Linked DNA regions of Aphis gossypii: region 1 is linked to region 2. Evidence: chromatin contacts called from public Hi-C data. All regions are on one chromosome and are shown on one strand. Each heading gives the region's core, a stretch centred on a gene start, on an enhancer-like site or on the middle of the called end of the contact. The rest is flanking DNA. Distances are from core to core; before and after follow the strand shown.

Region 1 (4,599 bases), core at 530-3,029, 170 kb before region 2:
TATCTATATATAGTTAACATTTCAAAATATTTTGATATTTTTTGAGCTATTTATAGGCAATTGAAATTTTCGATTTTTCTAAGGATTATTTTTTTGAAGTGTCGATAAAAAAATGTTGGGCGTCCAAAAAAACTTGAAAATTTAATACAAGGTTCCTTATGAGTTGTTCTTACTGTAGCTAAAAAAAATTAAAAATTGTTAGTCGTAATTTTTTTTATAAGCGTTTTTACTGCAAATTTTTACGAAATGTATCAAAATCACGAAAATTTGCAAGTAATTTTGTAGTTGAAAAATTATAAAATTGTTTGTATTTTATTTAAGGTTAAATAATTCAACACTAAGTTTTTCATAAATAATTTTCTTTCAAATAGCTGTAGAGAAATCTCTAAACATTAAAATAGGAAAAATGTTATGTGCGTTTGAATTTTAAATGTTTACGAAATCGCGTACCTAACGATAACGATTTATCTTCAAACGAATTTAAATACCTATTTATTATAATTCAAAAAGTATAAGTCGTAGATATACTTGAAAATGTCACCAGTTATTTAGATTAGCATTTTCTTTATATGATTTCATTTTTTAATTATTTCGCTTATTTATATACATTTGAAGTAGGTATTCGTTTTTGTTTAGTTTTTTTTTTATATAAATATCGATAAAATTTTTTTAGCCGAGTCAAAATACTAGAAAATTTAATACAAAGTTCCTTATAAGTTATTCTTATAGCGATTAAAAAATTATAAGAATACATAAGCACAGTTTTTTATTATTAGCATTTGAAGTTCAAATATTGACAACAATTCGTCAAAATCGTGAATATTTGCAAATTATTTTTTAAGTATAATTCATAAAGTTGTTTGTATAAGTAGCTAAGAGTTGAAAATGTAATGCAAGATTTTCCATAAGTTTGGCTTACAATAATTATAAAAGAACTTAAATTTTGGTGTAGGTATTCAGGTCATTAAAACATAGGTAAATCACCTTTTTCATCAACCACTGGGAATTATATCCTAGGCTGATAAATCATCTTTTTTAACAGGTATTGCACTTTGAAAACCGGTAAATTTGGGTTGGGTATTCGAAATATAAATTTTTTTGTATACTTTTTTTAATATCATTAAATGTAAGTATCGCATAATATTAAACCGGTTTTTGTTATTATTATTAAAAAAATAGCACCGCCGTGACCGCGAAAACGTTGACCGGACCACATTATTATGTACATATAAACACAATACTAAATAAAAAACGGAAAACGTTATGCTAGTTCTTCGGTCTGCTGATAAATGTAAACAATACAGCATAAAATTCACTTACTTTTTCCGATGAATTTGGTATGAAATCGAATTGAAATATTCTTTACAGATGGTAAACACGGTTAAAAAAACTGGAGCCCCTACGCTGTGTGATACGTCTTCATCGACTGACGCTGCGACCCTAACGATAAAATCTCTATAATGACTATTGAGTATTGGATATTTTGTGAAAGTGGTTTGTACTTTGGTCTTAATTCAGTCTCAGTGTAAGTCGCTCTCCTCAGGAGTCTATTTTTTTTTTTTAACCGCATGACAGCATGTGTATTGGAGGCATTTCAGCATTTGGCATAACAGTCATACCACTCATACCAAACATTTGGATACCGTATTTCTCATTTCAAATTTTTAATCATTTTTTAATTTTTAACGTTATCATTCGTTCGCTACTCGTTGAGTGAAAGTGAATCAGTGATAACAACGATTGTTTGGTTTAAAATTTTTTTACCGAACTCAATTAATTACTGTTGAATCGTTTATTATATCATAATTTATGGCTGATTCATTGAGTTGAAGAATGTACATTGAACAATGTTACTTTTTAAAAAAATGACTTTTTAATTTTTATAAGCTACAAGCTTAGATCAGAAATCCTAAACACGATGAGTTATTTTACAGAATTTGATTCGTCCGTTTTTTAATTATAATTACACAATTATACAGACCGTTGTTGGCTTAAATCTCTGTAACTAAGTAGGTAATTCGATTTCACGATTGCTTGTTTTACGTGTTATCATGTATAACTAACCAATGATGTAAATGTTGATGTTTTTTAATAGGTAAAGAGATTCCACCTTATAAGTACAACGTTGTATCGATAACTTAACTATGGATGATTTTTTGCGACTTGTGACTTCAGATTTTGAACACATAGCATCTAATACTGGGTTTCGATTCAATCAATATAATGGATCGGTTGATTGGGAATATTTAGGTAATTTTCATACAATACATAGGTATATATTATATAATATCTTAATATTGTTTTTTCTTTGAATTGATCTGTGTAGAAGAATTTGTCATTGGTGATATAGTTGATAACGCTGATGTAAAGAGTTTGTCAAAGCTTGTAGCCAGTGTTCTTAGTTACAATATTGAAAAAATGAGTGTGTCTAAAAAAATTTTTCGTCTTTCACAATTGATAATAGACTTTTTGTTACATTACAAAAACCATTCAACTTTTAAGTTCAATGAAAAAGTATGTATACCGTTTTAATTTTAAGAAGATTGACATCAATAACTTTTAATTAAATTATTAAAAAAAATTATTAATACTTATAAATAATAAATAAATATTTATCTATCTAGGTAGATTCAATGGCACTTTGTGAGTTATGTGGAAAGATGTTCATGGATAATTCTTATTTGAAATATCATTGTTTCCGTCGACATAAACTTAACTCATGCACTTTTACAAATTCTCTAGACAATGAATATGTTGATAGTTTAAAATCAGAAATCCTTCAACTTCAAACTCAATTGAAAGAAACTACATTAACTCTTGAGAATAAATTAAAAGTAAAGTATATTATAAGATTGTACCCATTTATACTATGTGTTTATTTAATCCTTAATCGGTATCGGTGTTAGTGTTTTGTTAACATTAAACTTACATATAATAAATACCACTTGTCCAAATAAAAATAAATTGTTTTGAAATACCATATATCTCTTATTCTATTAATATTATACTGAGATAACAACAAAACTAATATAAACACATCTATTTGTGAATATTATAACCAGTCAAATTTTGCAGTACCGTTCAGTTAGCAGAAATAAACTACTCCATTTACTACTTGTCCGACATGCAATAACACAAACAAGTTTTTTTATGAGACAGTGATTTGTTTAATTTTTATATTATATATTTTTTTCTATTTGTTTTTAATTTTTCATACATACAGTTTTAATGAAAATTGATATAAAATAATGAAATAATTTTAGGATATAGCTAGATAAACATTTTTACCTTTGTTTCACTATTTTAAGTACATTAAATAATTTACAGGACCAATAAAATGATAATGTTAACATAACGCTAACATGATATCAATTGTATTACAAAACATAGCGATACCTATGACGGGTTAAAATTGAAGTATTATATTTTATGATTTTAGAATTCTCAAATGTACTTTGATGAACATGACCTAAATAACTGTAATTTTGTTCATAAAAATAAATTATCATACCATGTAAGTTATTTATGATGTTCATTGATTTGGAGTATTTTAGTCAATAATATTAAATTTGAATTTTATTTTTAGTTAATACCTCAACCCTATGATAACCCTATGCAGATACAAGAAATGTATTGGAAACAAAAATATGAAAGCTTAGAAGAAAATTATAATACTCTTAAAAATGAATATGAAAAAAGTCAAAGTTCTACTAAATCTAAAACTAGTAACTATATATTTTTTTTTAATCTTATTTAATTTAATTAAAGTTTATAAATACTGGTTAAATTAGCTTTACCATTAAAATTTTGTTTGTTTCAATTTAAACTATATCTTAGTATAGCATACATTGAGTTGCTGTCGTACAGCGGTTCTCAAACTTTTTTTTTCGTAAAGCCCTTGAGATGCTAAAAAAAACTCACAGAGTCCCAAAAACTTGAAATACCAATTTTACAACTCATAAAAAATTATGGATCAATAATTTGCTAGTATACCAACTTTATACAATATAAATGTAACTTGTAACGATTTGACAAAATAATAATAATACATGTACTTGATTCAGATGTGCCCGCCAGGGTGTATTGTAAGGCACTATCGAGCATTGTTTGTGATACTGAGAAAAAATTTCGCTCTGTTGGAAATACATTTTTATGTTGTTGCTAATATTATAATTTATAACGATAATGTTATGGGTGAGAAGGTTGGTAAAATGGTTTGAAAATTATGTTTTTTAAAAATCAAAAACCACTGATGTCACAATTTTGTAGGAATTATGCGTATTTTAGTGAAGTAATTTTCAAATGTTAAATTATTTTAATAGTTGTTCAGTTATAAGTATTATTTTAAAGATTATTTTTCGGAAGTCGATTACCTTATCAGTAGGTACTTGCTTACGCCGAACATAGACATAGTTCCCATGTATATGTAAGTTGTATAATTTAGTATTATGTATAGGTATTGTATAATACACTATTTAGTATTTATATGTGTTATAAATATAATAAGTAGCGGGCCTTAATTTCTTTCGATTCAATTTTAGTAATTTCACTGATAATTTATTATTTTACAAATCGTCAGCTTTCTACTCATTGTATTGG
Region 2 (4,971 bases), core at 1,825-4,324:
TGGCGGTTCTATTGTGTTCAAAGTTTTGGTGGAAATAAACAATCATCTTCTACGTACAGTGACAGCCGCCAGGTTAACAAATTTTCCGTGACATATTTTTCATCATTGTATAAACTATAATTATTGCAATATGTTAAATTTTTTTTTATCATTTACGAGTATTTACTACTTTATACATATTTAATTTTTTTTTTTTAATTAAGTATTTAATTGTGCTAGTTTTTTAATTTAAATACCTAGGTAATTTTAATTTTTAGGTCTTTTAGAATAAATTATGTAGTTCATTTTTTTTAAATTTTTGCCTTAACAGGACAGAGCATAAAGTGATGCTGTGTTTTGAAAAAGAGTTAAGACCAAGCCACACTATTGCGATTTTGACGTACATTGCCGCGTGCCACCGCTGTGTGCTACGGTTTTGAGTTTTTGTCGCAAAAATGATTGTGAATTTATTGATTAAAATAAAAGCTTTATAAGAAAACACTAAGCCCGTTTAATTTTTAGTCAAATTGTCTTGACAAGAATGTGACTACGAAGCGATAGTGTAACAAAGAAAAAATGCTTGATAGTGTACAAATAAATCATTTGAAAGTATAAAATTTAATAATTCGAAGATTACAATACTGGGAATACAACAAGCTCAATGTGTCGGGTGAGTACTGCTGTAGGTAAACGGTAAACATATTTTATACGATTTATCTTATACTCGAAAATAATCTGAATGAAAATAGAAGTGCGTCGGCTTGAGTGCTGTATACATATTATAATAATACGGTATTTCCAATAATACGCCGAACACTCACTGACTATGTAATAACACTTTGGTAAGCGGTGTTATACTACATCACTATTATTATTTTTGTTTACATTTTTCAATGTTTCCTAAACATCTAAATAAATTAGAAACTTCAAAATTGTTGTTTTCTAACAAATTTTCCGCCTGGGGCAGCTGCACATGCTCACACAAACCAGGCACTGTCTACGTATGTATTCAATGTGTTATGGTCAGATAATGTAAGTATCTTGTATTCTTATACATCTATATTTGACATATAGATGCAAGTTCAACGAACGCAATTTTCGATCTCATGTGGTGATAGGAATAACAATCCGAAAAATAGTTTTAACCACTTTCCTAACTCGTTTTCGTTTGTTTATGCTGACATGCTGTTCGGAATTTATCCGTAAAGTTAATCCGTTAAACATTATAATTTTATTTTTTATATTTATTTATAATATATTGATTTCTTTTCACTACCTACCAACACTGGCCTAAATGAAATCGACATACTTAAATTTCATTATTTGAAAACACCTCTCTACATGCTTCGTGAGCATGCGGTATAAATGTTACAATAATAGTTACGTACTTACAACCAAGTCAAATACATAATAATAAATAAACTTATAAAAATTTGGCAACATTGCACTAAATACTAAGGTACAAAACGTACGGAATAGTGTGTCTTAAAATGTGCACTGCAATTCCGTTCGCTAATAAGGGCTGTAGCTTATTAGGATAGTGTTCTATCCGAACAGTGAATACTCGTCTTATTTTTTAGGTACCAAATTAAAGCAAATAACTGAAGAATCTGAAATTTTTTTTTCTTGTCGATAGTTTCATAACATTTAAATATTTAATTTCAAATATATTTATCATTCAAGATTTATTTAAAAACTTTTTGTTTTTCAATTTATACGATGATTTGTTATTAAACTAAGGGCCCTCCGCATTCCGGGTCGTGCCTTAAAACGGATGATAATAAATGTATACAACAACTACTACAATAATTATTAATAAGTAAAAACTACCAAAAGCTATAAAAAGTGTAAATCCTGAGTGACCGAGTATTAAAAAGCACAGAATTTTTTTTTGTTGGAATATTTAGTATTTTGCCAACCTTCTATTGTATATTTATATTTTTTTCGTTATGATAAAATTGTAATTATTACATAGAACGTTATTACTTGGGCATATTATTATTTCATCATTCAAAATTATAATTAGGCAGGTACACGATCATTTTCAGTAGTACAAAAAAAAAACACACACACAAAATGCATATGTTATATTTTGCTTGTGGCTTGTATAAATAAATAATATGGCATTATTAAAACGGTTCTGATTATTTATAAAATATTACTTGTTCTTTTATCGGTATTTTGTTTGGCCATTATAATGAAAAAACTGCGTGGAACACATCAGTAGTAAATAATTACATACCGTCTTTTTGAAGACAAAAAAAAACACACACACAAAATGCATATGTTATATTTTGCTTGTGGCTTGTATAAATAAATAATATGGCATTATTAAAACGGTTCTGATTATTTATAAAATATTACTTGTTCTTTTATCGGTATTTTGTTTGGCCATTATAATGAAAAAACTGCGTGGAACACATCAGTAGTAAATAATTACATACCGTCTTTTTGAAGACAAAAAAAAACACACACACATCAAATTCACGTAAAACAATATTGTTTTTACGGTTTTTTACAACAAAAACGTTGTCGGTTTATTCCGTTTAAAAAAGAAACTTTTAGCACTCACGCGCATAGATAAAAAAAAATATATAATAATTTTAATAACTATAACTATATTATGTTTTTTATCTGTAATATGCTCTAAACGTTAGAAACAAAAAATAGAAGAATAATACTCATCACGACTCGTAGGTATAATGTTATGCATGATAAATATTATTATTGACGGGCTATATCCCGGTGGCGCGATCTGTGACCTACAAAGTGGACAAACACGACCTTACCGCAGCCGACCAATGAAAAAATATACCGCAACGAGTTGTAACCTGTTTATAATAAAATATTATTACGAACTAAGATAGTATTATCTATAATAAACGTGCTCTCTAAACGATATCTTTACTCGAACACTCGATGATAATAATTAATAATATTTAAATAATAATGTCTATAATGTGATGTAATAAATTGGATGTTCACTTAACATTTTGTCAATTCATCGTAGTCCGTTTCTCCGTAACTACTTTAGTTAACGATTTCACCACGTCTGAGAAAAAAAAAACAAGTTCAAACTGGTATGTACTAATGTACTGTTAAAATTGTTTTTTTAAAGTACTCGTTTAAATTGTTTTAATTTGGTGAAAATTAATATTTTAAAAATATTTATAAGTTATGTGCTTTTACTCAATTTTAATGTCCTCAAATAATTTAGTGAATATAACAATGGAAGAAAAAGAAAATCCAAATAGCATAAAGCTTCCTGATACTTTGGAAGTCTTCAGGAATTTGAAAAATGCAAAACAGTTTGCAATTGATATTGGTATGTTATACAATCAATAGTATCTAAAACAAATATTGATTTTCTGTTTACAGCTAAATTTTTCCAAAACATATTCATTTTTCTAAAATGTGCATATTATTGTTAGTTTTCATTTGTTACTTAGTAATCAAAGCAATTTATTTATGTATACATATTACCAAAGTATTCCATTTTTAAGGGCATTTTTACATTATTAACTTATTAGTTATTGAAGTTTTTTAAATAAGTAAAAATAATTTTATTATATTATTAAACCAATTTTGTAGAATCATGGTCTTATATAAGCCTAATTTAAATATTTCAACCAATAAATGTATTCATTTTTGTGTTCAAAAGTATTATATAAGTAGCTATATCAAACATACTCAAGTGTTGAGTATATTCTTTAAATTTTTTTTTAAAAACCTACAGTAAATAACTAATCATTAATATTTTATCTCAAAAACCTAAGCTACCAAATAAAATTATTTTTTTAAACACATATTGGTTAATTAAATACTTTAAAATAATTAGGTATTAAAATTATTAATAAATTATTAAAATAATTAATGTATATTTAATTGAACCAATTATTAAAATAAATCTTAAATATCAGTACTTTAATTAGTGGTATGTTGACACTCTTAACTCAATATTTAATATTTATAATTAATATTTCTACATAATCTGTATAAAGAAAAAGAGTAACTACTTAATATAATATTTCATATTGTATTTTATTACATTAAAATCAAAAAATAATTTATTGACCATCTGTTGCAATGTTGTATATGTTTAGTTTTAAGTGGAAATCTCCTATTTTACAAGCCTTATTAACCTATTTTAGAATAATGTTAATATACAAGCTAAAATATCCATATTATAATATACCATATCATTTTATATTGGATTTAAAGTATACAACTATAAACAATAACAAATTTATTAATATAGAGCTATAAACCATTTTGATAGATTTGTACTATTCATACTTTAAATCTTATATTCATGGATAGTTTTAAACTGTTTATTTTTACCCAAATTATTCTTTAGAGACTGTAATCTCCTTATTACATTTCAGTTATTATCAATTTGTTTGACAGTGCTAATTATGTTTTTAAAAATTACTATAATATATGCAATCTTACATTCTTACCATTATTAATAAAACAATTTATTTAATTTAAATATTTAATCATATTATGAATATTAGTTTTGAATTAATATGTATATACTATTGTTGTTATAGGCGGTTCGCTTACAAAAATAGCATATTACTCAACAGTATCATTTAGACGAGTTTATTATGCAACCGATAACATAGACAAAAATGATGAGAAAAACAAGGATGACGTATGATATATTGTAAATAATTAACTTTATTATATATTAATTAAATTAAATATTCACACTTATATTGTTTAGAAACATGATAAGTTTGTTTACACATATTCTGAACAAGCAAGGTTACATTTTGTCAAGTTTGAAACAAAATATATTGAAAACTGTTTGGATTTCATTGGTGACAACTTAGTTAACAGTGATGAACGAAAAGGAAAAAGCATTAAAGCTACAGGAGGTGGGGCATACAAGTATAGCAAACTCATTCAAGACAAATTGGGATTAAAGTGTGTATAGTTATTACTTGTTAAATATATTTTGATTTATGCTAACATTATCTTATGAAC

Evidence for each region. Hi-C and Micro-C count contacts between places; a contact is called where the count stands out from the background.
Region 1: a Hi-C map of whole body shows a contact between it and region 2, with 3 times the contacts expected there. The contact joins the promoter of LOC114125612 here to the promoter of LOC114125581 in region 2. A contact is called at or near these places in 2 of 2 Hi-C or Micro-C datasets (both in whole body).

Annotation. Positions count from the first base shown.
Region 1 is chr3:12,137,868-12,142,466 of ASM2018417v2, reverse strand. It overlaps LOC114125612, which reads left to right and starts at 1,779. Exons shown (of 9, transcript XM_027989349.2): 1 at 1,779-2,009; 2 at 2,096-2,250; 3 at 2,327-2,514; 4 at 2,625-2,834; 5 at 3,440-3,514; 6 at 3,587-3,725. The coding sequence starts at 2,145. It overlaps LOC126551405 (a long non-coding RNA gene), which reads right to left and starts at 1,481. Exons shown (of 2, transcript XR_007605303.1): 1 at 1,321-1,481.
Region 2 is chr3:11,967,859-11,972,829 of ASM2018417v2, reverse strand. It overlaps LOC114125581 (4'-phosphopantetheine phosphatase), which reads left to right and starts at 3,074. Exons shown (of 12, transcript XM_050204553.1): 1 at 3,074-3,304; 2 at 4,533-4,636; 3 at 4,709-4,911. The coding sequence starts at 3,157.